Regions from separate parts of the Mus musculus genome. Here all the other regions are linked to region 4. Evidence: chromatin contacts called from public Hi-C and HiChIP or PLAC-seq data. All regions are on one chromosome and are shown on one strand. The core of a region is the stretch at or near the end of the contact, and the rest is flanking DNA. Distances in the headings are between cores, read along the strand shown. Region 1 has its middle 42 kb from the start of 9130015G15Rik. Region 2 has its middle 44 kb from the start of Gm2788. Region 3 has its middle 19 kb from the start of Gm2788. Region 4 overlaps Nav2 (neuron navigator 2).

Region 1 (3,175 bases), core at 320-2,819, 280 kb before region 4:
ATCCATTCACTGATTCATCTTCAGGCACCCCATCTGTAGGCACCCCATCCTTAAGCGCCCTGTATAAAGCTCCTTTCTTCCCACATGGCCCCATGGCTTCTCTGAGATTAGGATTACCCACTTCTATCACTGTTCTTGCCACAGTTGCTATCAGAACATGGGCAGGGGGTCAATGGGCTTATTTGGAATTGCAATCAAGTTCTCTATTTATGTAAACCAAGCTCTGAGCTCCACAGGGGTAAGGACCATAGGAACCTTCTTAGAGTTTCTCCTACATGCCCCAGAGGTGGACATCTAAAGGTCATGCCCTCGCCATGCAAGTCCCCCCTGGCTGGGTTGTGGCCTCAGGTGGCAATCCCAGGCCAGGAGCCACCTGGGTGCATTCGCCTGGCTCCCCGGCTCCACACCCACCCTCCCTCTGGGACTCACCGCCCACCAGGTGTGCACGTTCACAGCTTCCTTCGTGTGTTGGCTACAGGAACTCAGAGGTTGCACACAGGGTTTAAGAATAGCAGCCTTAGCAGCTGTCTTGTCGAAACAGAATGAGAAACTGTGAAGAAGGAGTCTATGAAGCCAGCCACGTCCTGCTTCCTTTGTTTCTGCAGGAAGGCAGTGGTGGGAAAACACCCATCCTTTAGAGCAATGCCTCCCCCCCCCCCTGAAGTATACTGAACTTCTAGAATGGTTCTGGATTGTGGTCATTGCCTTTCTTAGCTTTTTTTCTCTCTCCCCTCCCTTCCTCCCCTCTCCCCCCTCCTCTCCCCTCTCATCCTCTCTTCTCCTCTCCTCTCCTCTGCTAAGGATGATGATCCAGGACTCTGTTGCCCCACAGTTCAGAAGCTGCTGAGTTTTTCGGGTCCCCCACCCTATGGAGGAAGGGGGCCAGTGAATTACTGATGAGGGGCCCTACTCCTATGGCTGAGTTAGAGCAGCCCAGATCTTGATGAAGGCAGCACAGGACACAGGGCAGAACCCTGTAAGGAGCAGGTGGCAAGAAGGGTTAGAGAAAAAGTGGGTGGCCATTTGCCCCACTACCACCACCCCAGGGGCTCCAAAGGGCAAGAGCCAGAGTGAAAGAAATCCAGGGATGTATAGAACCATCAGAGGGTGCAGGGTGTCTACTGGGAATTCACAGTTTCTAGTCACTGGGGGCTCAGGCCATCCCTTAGCCCCTCTTTGAACACAATCCCCAGAAAACTGGGGCAGTGCCATTCTGTCTGGGAGTGCAGAGGCACCAACACCTCCCTCAATGGGCCCCGAACTCCCTCCTCACCCTCAGCCTCTCCCAGAGCCACCCTGGCATAGCAGAGCTGCCTAGGCTGGATCCCATTTGGACCAGAGATCTGTTCATCACGGGCTGAGAGGAAACCGCTTTGTGCCATGAAGGATAAGAAGAACAGTATATTTTTCAGGCTCACAGATATCATTGGCATTTGGGAGAGGAAATGGGGGGAAAAAAGCCAGTTTCAGCGCTGCGTTTGAGAGCCGAGGCGCGTTCATTGGCCAGTGGCAGGCTGTGAGTGAGGCATTTTCTCTTGAAAAAAACGCTGTCTGTGAAGGACGGTTTCCCAGGCCACAGTTCTGCCCACCCAGGAATTTCCGAGTTCTTTAGAGTTAACACTGCAGCGTGAGTGTATGGGGGCAGGGCAACAGGGTAAAGGGAGCGTTGGTGCCGAGAGCATCCTGCCCGTGGCGGCGAAATGAACGTGGCCAGAGAGATTCTTTCTGTGTCCATCGTGCCCAGCAAAAAACCGAGAGCAGAGAGTGGGTAAAGGGAAGAAAAGAATAGGAGAGGAGGGGAGGGGAAACAAGAGAAGAGACACAGGCTTTGAGGTCGTACTGCCGGTGTATTCAGCATAGTAGTCACGTGCTCTTCCTGGACACATTTATGTGGGGACAGGACAAGCCTCTTGGTCTAAAAAAAAAAAAAAGAAGAAGAAGAAAGGCTGTCTCTGCTACTGCATGAATCACTGGAAGGGACCCAGGAAAGCCACCTGTCTCGTGAAGCTCCTGCCCAATGCAAGGCTCTCTTTTTGGGGGGCGGGGGCTGCGGGGGGCAGTGAATAAAGTGCATTTATTTTCTTCCATGCTTTGTTTTTCTGTTTGAAGAAAACCTCCCCCTCAGTGTCATCTGGATGGCGGAGGGGACAGCCCCTAGAAGGTATAGGAGGTGACGGTGTTGGTGCTGAGAGCCATAGAAAGGTTAGGTATCCAATGTGCCTGGCTCCTAGGTACCTCCCGTCCCCAGGGCAGAAGAGTGTAAGAGCTTCATCAGGGTGAAGCAGGAGACAGAGTTTTGCACCCGCAGCTCTCTGCCCTGGGTCAGCACCAGGAGAAAGCCTTCCTTCACAGCTTCCAGCTTGTCCATACTGATGTGTGTATGCCTATGCGCGTGCGTGCGTGCGCGTGCACGTGTACACACACACTCACACACACACACACTGGCTCCCCATAGCTCCCAAGGATGAGAGACGGAAGAAGATGCCATTCAGCAGACTGTAAAGTGTCCAGCAAAGCTGAAGTGGCCTCCTCCGTCTACAGCCTGACAGTTTTACTTGAAATGCCAGAGTACATTTCAGGTGCACTCGGGCACTGCAAATTGAGTCTAGCCTGCTGGTTTTGCCACGCCCTCCCGAAGGTACATACACCTCCAGCATGCTAAGGCAGGAGGTTGAAAGCCATGCCAACCTGACTGTGTGGTGCCAGCCAGCGGGAACTTACCAGAAAAGCAAAGCCCGGAGGGAATTCTGCGGAGTGGTGCTGCCCCCTTCTGGCTGCGCAGGCTGAGCCAGTCAGTGGGTGTACAGAGCCGACTCCAAGGCCCAACTGATAAAATCTCTACAGGAATCCAAAGGGAGTCAGGTTTTCCACTATTTTCCAGTAGTAAAAAAGGAGGATGGAACATTTCATGTTAAAAACCTCTGAGAGGTCTTTCTCGTTTTAAAACATTGTCCTCCAAGGTCAGAATAAGTGACAATAAGTAGCTGATCAGGAGCAGGGGAGGGGGACACTAGTAAGAGATTAGTGCCTTCTACAAACTGATCTTTAGTCTGCATTCAGGGTCCTTTCTGTAGAAAATATGTATCTATGTACCTTTTTTTTTTTTTTTGGTTTTTCCAGACAGGGTTTCTCTGTATAGTCTTGGCTGTCCTGGAACTCACTTTGTAGACCAGGC
Region 2 (3,117 bases), core at 213-2,712, 470 kb before region 4:
ATGAGGCACACTTCCTCCACATAGAGGAGGTTTGGTTACCTCCGCTGTCGGTATCGTCAACGGTCAAACAAAAATGTATGGGACTCGTGTTCTTGGGATGTGGGGCTTTCCGTGCTCAAACTGAAACATCTCAGCTGGAACAATTTATAGGCTGCCTTTAAGGCCTGTGGGGGCTGGGCAGGCTGTCCTTGGCCACCACCTAGTAAGGTTTTAGTGGTCCCCTGGGAGTCTGTGGGGATTGCTTTCCATTTTGGGAAACCTGAATTTGGCAATTTCTTGGAACCCTCAGAGGTCAAATCTGAGGGATTTTTTCTATAGAGGAAATTTTCTTATAGAGGCTAAAGATTTGGGCTGTTGGGCCCAGAATAGTATCAGCCAATGTACAAACCATAAATTTGTTATCTCTTTCCCCTGAACTTGCACTAGTTGACGCTGACTGGCCTGTACACGGACCACTCTCCAGATACTGCATTCTAGCTAGACATGGCCAATCAGTCTAAGTTGTCATTGGGAGTAAATCCTGTTTTCCTTCCTTGAGCTGGTACATTGCTAGAGAAGCAGATGTCACTCTGGGGGGATAATTGCAGACAGAACCCAGGATACAGCAGGCTTAACCAGTGACACCCCTTAGGCACCAGACAGAGGGAGGTATCAGGGCTGTAGAACTCAGGAACTGTAGAGGTGGCTAAAACCATCAGTTCAGGATGGGCTAAGGGCTAGGACAAAGGTCTGTTCCCAGAGTTTACTCTACAGGTAAGGTGACAGAATAAGCAAGGTAGTTTTGTTTGCTGGATGGTTTTATGTCAACTTGATGGGAGATAGAGTTATCTGAAAGTTCAGAGCCTCAAATGAGAAAATTCCTCCATAAGATCTGGCTGTAGGACGTTTTCTTAATTAGTGATTGAAGGGGAAGCCTCAGTCCATGGTGGATGGTACCTCCCCTGAGATGGTGGTCCTGGATTTTATAAGAAAGCATGGGAGAGCAAGCCCATGAAGGACTCAACATCAGGTCCTGCCTCCAGGTTTCCTGTCCTATTTGAGTTTCTGTCCCGACTTCCTTTGTTGATGAACAGTGCTGTTGACGTGTAAGGCACATAAACCCCTTCCTCCTCAACTTCCTTCTGGTCATGGTGGAACCCCAACAAAGACACTTTGCTCAGTCAAGCCAGCAGTTGAGGCTGCTCCCCACCCTGCTGCTCTTCCCGCTCTCTATGTTGGCGGATAACATCATGACAGTGATGTTCTTATGCCATGACTTCCCATGGACATCCCCAGGACCAGGGAGGGGAGGCAACACTGGCTGTTAAAAGACCAAAGTGGAGCAGGGTATATGTCTACCAGTACCTAGCATTCTTCTTCCACCCGGTTAAGAACATTATCTGCACCAATAGGGCCATAGCTGGCATAGATGTGGCCTCCAGGACTGCTCTGTGAGGTCTGACACCAGCACATTCCAGTGTTATGTCCTGCCCCCAATGCCCTGGCTATAACCCTCCTCTTTCTCTCCTTATCAGGAAGACATAGCAGAAGAGTTGTGCTAAACAGGAAATGCCTGGAATTTGTCCACAGAGCGACTTTCATATTCACTCCTTAAAATAGCAAAGAATGGAACTGCTAGGCACTTCTGTAGTGTTCTAGGTGCTTAGACTGCATTAGTTCACGTAATTCCCATGGTAACCCTGTGAGGCAAGTACTCTTGCTCTGCCCATTTTACAGGAGAGGCAGTTGAGTCAAGAAGAGAGCATATAGAGATTTTCCTGGGCTTACACTGCCTGTGAGCTAGCGTTAGGTAGGAGCCTCCCAGGTTTACTTGAGTGCGTGATATTTGTGGATATATCCACAGGCAGGATAATTGAACAACAGGACAGTGATAATTGAAAACAGAGTCCTATCTGCCTGCCTGAGTACTCGCTAGCAGATTAAATAGAACAAATGCCACACAGAAGAAGAGTGATGATATACGAGATTCAATAAAATCTTGCTGAACTGACCGAGGTTAGGTTTCTGTCTTTCTGATGTTAAAAACAGATACATTACATGTTTTTTGGCCATAGCGTCTCCTGGTCTTTATTTGCCTGCTGGATTCCAGAGGAGGAATTCAGGCAGATTTTCACTTGCCCAGGCTTTGCCCAGAAATCACTCTGAAGTTATCTCTCTCTGGGACGCCTAGCTCACCTTGCCAGAACTGGTGCACATGGGCTAGGTGCAGGACCCCTGCCTGGGGATTTCCCCACATCTGAGATTTCTGCCATGCCTGTCTCTCCTGCTCATCACAGCATATGGTATCTGACTCGGTTAGGGGAGAGGTAAGAGGTGACTCAGACTAGTCCTAGTTTCTTTCAGGTCTGCTATTGACAGTATGAACTCTGTGCAGACAGCTACAGGGTCTGACACTCCTATGTCCAGGCCTGGCAAGGGGGACTTTGAAAGATTTCCTGCCTTTAGCTCAACAGTTTGCCTCTGTTTCTTCTTGCTCTGCTATCACCCCGGAACCTCAGGCTCCAGTTCAGCTGCTTTGATGTGGCCTCGGGCAACAACAGGGGAAAGGACACTAGTTATCCTGGCTAGATTTATGTCAACTTGACTCCACCTAGAGTCATTTGGAAGAGAGAACTTCAATTGAGAAAGTGTCCCTACATTGAGAAATGAAAAAAGGCCCAAAAGATTGGCCTGTGGTACATTTTCCAGGTAATGATTGATGTGGGAGATGGACAGTACCATCCCTGGGCTGGTGGTCCTAGGTTTTACAAGAAAGCAGGCTGAGCAAGCCACTAAGCAACATTCTTCCACGATCTCAGCTTCAGTTTCTGCCTCCAGGTTCCTGCCTTGCTTGAGTTTTTCCTCTGGCTGTTCTCAGTGATCTTCACTGTGATGTGAAACTGTTAGATGAAATTAACCCCTTTCTCTCCAAATTGCTTTTTAAAAAAATTTTTTTTAGTCATGGTGTTTTGTTTTGTTTTGTTTATCACAGCAATAGTAATCCTAAGGAAGACACCAGTTAAAGTTATCCCTGTGCCTATTTGTCTGCTGTCCCCTGGCTAACTGGCTTGGCAGGAGTCCTTTGTATCAACCACCTTCACATTTAAGAACCACCCCCTCCCACCCTTTACCGCCAGC
Region 3 (3,138 bases), core at 625-3,124, 500 kb before region 4:
GGAGAGGAAAATATGTTCAAAGAGATACTGGACCACAAAAGAGATCACAGGATTTGCTTCAAATCAACGGAAACGGCGGTACGTGTAAGCAGGGGTCACGCTTCCTCTACACCCTTGAAGGTGGCTTCTTTCCTGGGAAAGCATAGCCAGGTCCGTCTGCTGCCATAGTCTCACAACAGTCAGAGCCCAGTTCTCAACCTGATGGCTTCCATGAAGAGACAGCAGCTGCTCACTGGATGTGCGGACTCACGCAGCTTTCATAACCCTTGCCTCAATTCCTCCTTTGTAGAGATCATGATGGCAACCTCATGTCCCTGTCTCACTGCGAAAGAGGTCAGTACACGAAGAGAACGGAGCGCAAAGCTTGGCACGGTGTGCTCGCTCTGTATGTTTTCCCTGCATCCGTATAACATCTCTCCCGGATGCTGTTCCTCAATGCCAGGAAGACCTTTAACCAAGAAATGCTCAACACTCTTGCCGTGTGGGTAAGATGGCTTGGCAGACAGAACTCAGAACAAGGAGTCAGGAGTTCTCATTCTGTTTCCTGTTGGCTGATAATGGGCTCTTGGGACCTCTTCTTCACCTGTTAAAAATAGAAGCAACTGCGACACCCTCCTCTGCACTCTCACATCTCTTACTCGCCTTCCCAGTATCTTGCAGCATCCCTATGGGCTGTTGTTACTAAGCACCAGCAAGATTTGCACCCAAGAAATACTAAGGCTCTTCTTATATATGCAGCAATAGCTTCAAGGACAAAACCCAGGTTGAAGTCGGTTGGAATAGCCAGGCAGTGCAGAGCAAAACTCAGCAATTTGGAAGCCGAGGCCAGTTTCCTGAGGTCCTGTGGCTACTCAGAGGATGATCTTTTGGTCGAATCAGCATCCTTTCTGTGGTATAGAAGGGGTTTGGTTTGGATTCTCTGCCTCCTGTCTGCCTGAAGTCTATCATTGTAGGGGAAATGAGTGGACTGGGGAACCCGATTACTCAGTAGGAGCAACTGTGATTCATCTTGATGTATTGCTGATAGCTTCTACAATGCTACAATTAATACTCCTACATTGCAATATTGTATTTTTACCACCTCCCTCTCCCTCTCCCTCTCTCCCTCTCTCCCTCTCTCTCTCTCTCTCTCTCTCTCTCTCTCTCTCTCTCTCTCTCTCTCTCCCCCCTTTCTTTCAATACTATCCTTTGAGCTGGGATCTCCACACTGTACAATTGCCCCACCTTTGAACATATCTTCTCTGCTTCCATCCCCATTATTTTTACTTGTTTTTTTGAGACGGGGTCTTGCTGAGTTTCTCCAGCTATTTTTGAACATATCTAATAGCGCAGGTGAGCCTTGAATTTGCCATCTCCCTCCCTCAGCCTCTTAGGTAGATGAGACTACAGGGGCACACCACCTGTACCGCCTGAACTATCAGGCTCAGCTCTGCTTTTTGCCTCTTCTGAGTTCTCGTGGAACTCAGTTATTTCATGGAATGTCACCTCTCTCTTAGTTCTCATGGGATAAATAAATGACTGAGTCACTACCATCCTGTTTCCTGAGGGGGCTTCTCTGGGTCATGAATGTGAACAGAATCCACACCCGCCTTCCCCTCTTCCTGCCTCTTTTTCTGAAGCCACAGTGAGTCGTCCTTGGGTGTGCTCTGCTTTCTGTGCAGTTGTGTAAGCCTGATCTTTTCCTTCACAGCTATCTCGGCCACTGGCTGGTGAATGTGCTGCACCCCCTCACCCCCAGACTTGGCGGGACAAAAAGGTCTAAGCCCCCTCCTCTGTGCCTCCCTCCCTGATCACACAAGCTCACTGTGACTGATTTCTAGCAGCATGGCTCCTGGCTATTTGCTATGCAGAGCCACAGTGCCCCCCCCCTTGTCTTTCCTGTGCAGCCACAGGTGTGATGCTAAGGCATAAGGTTTCTGTTTCCCCTCACTCGTGGATAGTTGGCTGTTCAAGGCACCTGGTCCTATCCTTTCAGAGTTGAAATGAACTTTATTTACTCGTGTCACTAACTAAAACGTACTAAATGTCCAGTAGAAATGGTGTCCCCAGGTCTGTAATGTCATTGGAGCCTGTCTCAGGGCCTTGGGCCTGTGGGGAGGAAGGATTATTGTGAGAACTTAATGCCAGCTTTGCATCCTGTTTTTCTGTTTAGTTTAGCAGCAAACCAGACATGGTTAATAATAGATTGTGTGTGTGTCTCTCTCTGTGTAGAGGGTTGACACCCACATCTAAGTGCAGAAATAAGTACATCTACTAGTAAACAAAAAAGGCAGAGAATGCAGTAAGAGTCCCCATGAAGATACCTCCTGCAGGGAGCCCTCCCTAACACTGCTGCCACAGCTCTGTCTCCTGCTCCTGGTGTAGGAGGACTGTCACCCTTGGTATTATATAGCTCTCTGCAAACTTATTTCTCGCCTGACCACGGGCTTTGCGATATCACATACTATACTGTTTTTTGTTTGTTTGTTTGTTTGTTTGTTTTTTATTGTCAACCCGATACAAACTAGAGTCACCTCTGTTAAGAAGCTGCCTCCATCAGATTGACTCCTGGCACGTCTCTGAGGCATTTTCTTGATTGCTGATTGATGTGGAAGGGCCCAGCCCACGGTGGGTAGTGCCACCCCTGGACAGGTGGGCCTGGGTTATATAAGGAAGCAGGCTGAGCATGAGATGAACATGAAAGCCAGTCAGCAGGCTCTTCTGTGGTTTCAGCTTCATGTCCTGCTGAGTTCCTGTCTTGCTTTTCCTCAATCAAGAACTGTGGCTTAGAAGCCAAATAAACCTTTTTTCCCCCAACTTGCTCTTTGTCTAGACGCATCCCCAACCTGCCCCAGCTCTGGGACTTCAGATGAGCACCTTTAAGTGGACATTGAGGATCCGAACTCGGGTCTTCGTTCTTGCACAGCAAGCAGTTTTCTGAGGGATGTCCATACCGCTCCATTACTGCTGCGCCGACTCATCGCTAACCAAGGACACATGAGAGTTCATGGCTTTCCATGTCCTTACCAGTATTTGCTATTTTCTTGTTAGCTTTCCTCAGAGCCAGAGCAACAAATTCTCATAGGCATGGTGGTAGGAGGCAGAGGGATCTCTAGACTAGAAAGATCGGGCCACTTTGTGCTGCCTCCTTGCCGATTT
Region 4 (3,583 bases), core at 496-2,995:
TGTGTGTGTGTGTGTGTGTGTGTGTGTGTGTAAACATATTACATGTATTTGTCTATAAAACAGTGCTTCTTTGTGGTCCCATAATCTTCTATTATGTGTTTTGCTGTATAAATAGAAACAAAACCATCATAGACAGTGTTCTCTTTTTATGACTAATATTTTCTCTTACAAGCAAGATTTTGTAATAGGGTAAAACAGTATTTGGAAATCTAACTCTTACTATATTTTCAAATGGGAGCAGGTCACCCTCCACACACCATGTGATAGGGTTCAGGAAGTGATCTCTTCCTTTCTCCCCACTTTCATTTCCCTCTAAGGTGCTCTCACTTAGTGGTCTCATGATTATAAAGCAGCCTGGGGAGGACCTTCAAGGTGGGCTGGAAGGAGTGGGAACCCGGGTTTTAACAAAGGTGGGGCTGGGGAGATGGCTCAGCAATTAAGAGCACTGACTGTTCCTCCAGAGGTCCTGAGTTCAATTCATTCCCAGCAACCACATAGTGACTCACAACCATCTGTAATGGGATTCAATGTCCTCTTCTGGTGTGTCTGAAGGCAGCTACAGTGTACTCATACACATATAATAAACAAATAAATTAAAAAGGGGGTTCCCTACAGAGAGTTACTTCTAGCTGGAGGCTGTGTGGGCTCTTCTAAGATGGCACAGTTTCAGTCAGGTGGCCTGGGGCCTGTTTAATGAGTTAAACAGTGGGAGCCACCACCACCGTGGGGACCACCCTCCCAGTGAGACCATGATAAAAGCATGGAATTTGTTCGATGTTTTAACACCCTCCTGGAACCCAAGGCCTCAGGAGGTAGGAGCAGATCTACAAGCTGGAGTGGAAAGGGAGAATGCCAGAAGTCAGTGGCAGAATGAAGTCTACTTCATAGAGGAGGGTGAATCAAATTCATGAGGACCAGCCCAGAGCCAAGCTGTGCTCGGAGCTATTAAACTAAAACACTCTCGCCAGCTAGAGCCATCAAGACATTGCCTGAGAGTGGGGATAAGGACAATATGTTCATTGTGAAAGGCAGTCCTCTGTTAATTTAGAATAAATTCCGTGGCGTACATACTGGGTTGAGTGCATATAAACATTGGAGAGTCTGGGAAATCCCATTACAGGAATTAGTTGTGGATGGGAGTGGTGGAACTGGCACTGTGTAGTGCAAATTCTGTGATGTCCAAAGGTCGCTGTGCCCAGTTAAAAGCCGTTTCTTTTACTTTTGGTCACCAGAGACATTCATCAAGCCAGAATATTCTCCTTTAAAACAAAAAAAGTAATTAGGCCTGACAGCCGAAGTCAAATCAGACCTTTGGGAATGACCTAATTGCTTTTTTGTTCGAGGCCTGACATCGATTTGCCCTTGGCCTTGGTGTCAACACTAGCAAACACGGGCAGCCTCCCAGACTCCGGCTGGTGGCTCTATCCTTGCCACAGAGAGGACAAAGGACAGCGGCATCCCAGAGGTCATGGGACTCTGTGGTCACCTGCAATTCCTGCCAGGCTGAGAATTTTGTGGGTAAACCCTGGTTCCTGCTGAAACTGCCGCTCACCATGTGGACATCTGACTGCCTGCTTCTTTACTGACTGGAAATTTCCCCCCAGCAACTGGAGGATGGGTGGGTCTATCAATTTCATCTCCACCTCCGTGTTACTGGCAACTGCTCCGGCTTTGAGGATCACACTGTGGTGACATTGATCAAGATGAGAGATCTCATTCCGCCCTGGTTATTTTTGGCATCTGTGAGCAGTCCAAGGCCTCGACTTTTGGCACCGTGTGGTTAGGATATTAAGTAACTGCTTCCTGCGCTAGTACAGACAGCGTTTTGAGAGTCCTAACCTCGTCGCTCCCGTCTATCTCATTGGTCAATTCGAGTGCATTCTGCTTGCTGTTGGCTCCTCGTGAGTGGGTCTGGAGAAAGCTGAATGGTTATTAAACGTGTCTTGTGTTTTTCCCCTCTAGATTGAAAACATAGATGCCTGCTTGAATTTCCTGGCAGCTAAGGGAATCAACACCCAGGGGCTGTCTGCAGAAGGTGAGTCAGGGCCCACGCCTTTTCATCATTTGTGATACCCACCTGTTAAGGCCCACCTGTTACCTAACAGTCAATTGCTGCAGTCCTGACCAGGGGTGCCGGTGGGCTGTCCTGGCTGGGTGCCCTTTCCAGCACAGTTGACGTTACTAACTTTCTCACAGTTCTCAGATCACTCTAAGAATGCAGCCCTGTGTGCATGCCACATCTGCATGCCACAGAGGGTGTGGGGGAAGAGAATGGGAGCACACTGCTCCAGTTAGAGAAGTTCCTGCTTCAACAACACTGATTCCCTGTCCCGTGGCGCAGCAGGTTATCAACCAGCCATTATCTGTGGGAAAGAGAATATCCAACCACAGAACCAAGTCCAACCATCCAGCGCCCAAGGGAACTGCTTAGTCCTTGCTGGTGACATCTCACCTTGCTCTTGAAGACAGAGAGAGTGAGGTTTGCGAACACACTACCACCTTTTAGCCTCCCGATTAGCTTTTAATTAACTTGGATTTGGTGGCTAATTAGCATCAACAGTGTCTGCTAGTGGAGTGTTGTTAGGTGGGATAATAGTTTGGAGCCCGCTGGCCAGAATTATCTACCTCCTCAGTCCTCAGGCAACACTTCCACCTGGAATCTCTCAATCTCTCTCTCTCTCTCTCAATCTCTCTCAATCTCTCTCTCTCTCCCCCCCCCTTGCTCTCTCCCCTTCCTTCCCCCTCCCCCTGTTTGTAAACACAGGCAGCTGCCGGCTCTGAAGCTGCCATAGGCCAGGCATCTCCCCAGCTCATTAGGCTGCACCTGCCTCCAGTTTTCCCCGGAACAGGTAGTGCAGTCGGGGCAGTGCAGTTGTTCCTCCTGGCATAGCAGGAGTGTGCTCTGAAAAGATGTAAAAAGAGCGTTGGCCCTGGAAGCTGGGGTGGGGCTGAGAGAGCAGTAAGCTGGAGTCCACAGATGGAGTAGGTAAGTTAGCAGACCTTATGGGTCCTGCATGGGCTAATGCCTTGTCTTTGCGAAGAGATGAAAGCTTGCGTCATCTATCAGGCTGTGTTTCTGAACTGTTGTCTCCTCCATGTTGGAGGTGGGTGGCATCCACGGCTTCTACATCCATAGTGTGACTCTATGCGGAATGTGTCAGAAAATGGTTGTAATTCTCCTTGGGCAGGTCTGGTTATCGGTTCCATGAATCTCAGGGGTAGCTTAGCCAACCTTAATCTCAGGACTTATAGAAAAATCCTTAGAAGGTTGCCCTTGCCTTAGCTATGAGTCTCATCTGTGGGTTTAGTGTACATTGTTGGAACCTTCAGTAGTAGACACAAATTCAGTGTTTCTGTGCTATTCCTGTGATGACCAGTAGGTGGCAGAGCATGTTCCTCTTAGTGTCTAGGAATGGTGCAGGTCTCTATTCTCCCACGAGAGCATCTGCAGGGACTTTTACAGAGTTGTGCAGTCTTGCCTCCTTCCTTAGGCCTGGAGGAGAACTCTAGCCACTTAGCAGCTGCCTGTTGTCTGTCTCTCTGCTTCATTTGTTCAACCTTCTCTTATACTCAGAAGGCATAG

The links. A called contact is a pair of places that touch in the nucleus more often than the background predicts. HiChIP or PLAC-seq counts read pairs in DNA pulled down with a chosen protein or histone mark.
Region 1: an H3K27ac HiChIP or PLAC-seq map of stem cell-derived neural progenitor cells shows a contact between it and region 4. The contact joins two enhancer-like sites. A contact is called at or near these places in 1 of 484 Hi-C or Micro-C datasets (bone marrow-derived macrophages) and 4 of 115 datasets of contacts at active chromatin or transcription factors (cardiomyocytes, embryonic stem cells, pancreatic cancer cells and 1 more).
Region 2: a Hi-C map of liver shows a contact between it and region 4, with 1.9 times the contacts expected there. The contact joins two enhancer-like sites. A contact is called at or near these places in 1 of 484 Hi-C or Micro-C datasets (liver) and 3 of 115 datasets of contacts at active chromatin or transcription factors (embryonic stem cells and pancreatic cancer cells).
Region 3: an HNF4G HiChIP or PLAC-seq map of pancreatic cancer cells shows a contact between it and region 4. The contact joins two enhancer-like sites. A contact is called at or near these places in 2 of 484 Hi-C or Micro-C datasets (bone marrow-derived macrophages and embryonic fibroblasts) and 2 of 115 datasets of contacts at active chromatin or transcription factors (embryonic stem cells and pancreatic cancer cells).

The regions. Positions count from the first base shown.
Region 1 is chr7:49,118,727-49,121,901 of GRCm38.p6, forward strand. It overlaps a transcript of Nav2 not described here. Among named protein-coding and RNA genes, the nearest start is that of 9130015G15Rik, 42 kb to the right of the region's middle. Within about 2 kb of position 1,570, at least 48 of the 459 cell types and tissues checked have an H3K27ac peak or open chromatin away from gene starts, as enhancers often do. A contact at or near this core is called in stem cell-derived neural progenitor cells, where this site is marked.
Region 2 is chr7:48,923,894-48,927,010 of GRCm38.p6, forward strand. No RefSeq gene overlaps it. Among named protein-coding and RNA genes, the nearest start is that of Gm2788, 44 kb to the left of the region's middle. Within about 2 kb of position 1,463, at least 24 of the 459 cell types and tissues checked have an H3K27ac peak or open chromatin away from gene starts, as enhancers often do. A contact at or near this core is called in liver, where this site is marked.
Region 3 is chr7:48,898,732-48,901,869 of GRCm38.p6, forward strand. No RefSeq gene overlaps it. Among named protein-coding and RNA genes, the nearest start is that of Gm2788, 19 kb to the left of the region's middle. Within about 2 kb of position 1,875, at least 27 of the 459 cell types and tissues checked have an H3K27ac peak or open chromatin away from gene starts, as enhancers often do. A contact at or near this core is called in pancreatic cancer cells, where this site is marked.
Region 4 is chr7:49,396,121-49,399,703 of GRCm38.p6, forward strand. It overlaps Nav2 (neuron navigator 2), which reads left to right. Exons shown (of 39, transcript NM_175272.3): 4 at 1,963-2,035. Among named protein-coding and RNA genes, the nearest start is that of Gm51447, 40 kb to the right of the region's middle. Within about 2 kb of position 1,746, at least 111 of the 459 cell types and tissues checked have an H3K27ac peak or open chromatin away from gene starts, as enhancers often do. A contact at or near this core is called in liver, pancreatic cancer cells and stem cell-derived neural progenitor cells, where this site is marked.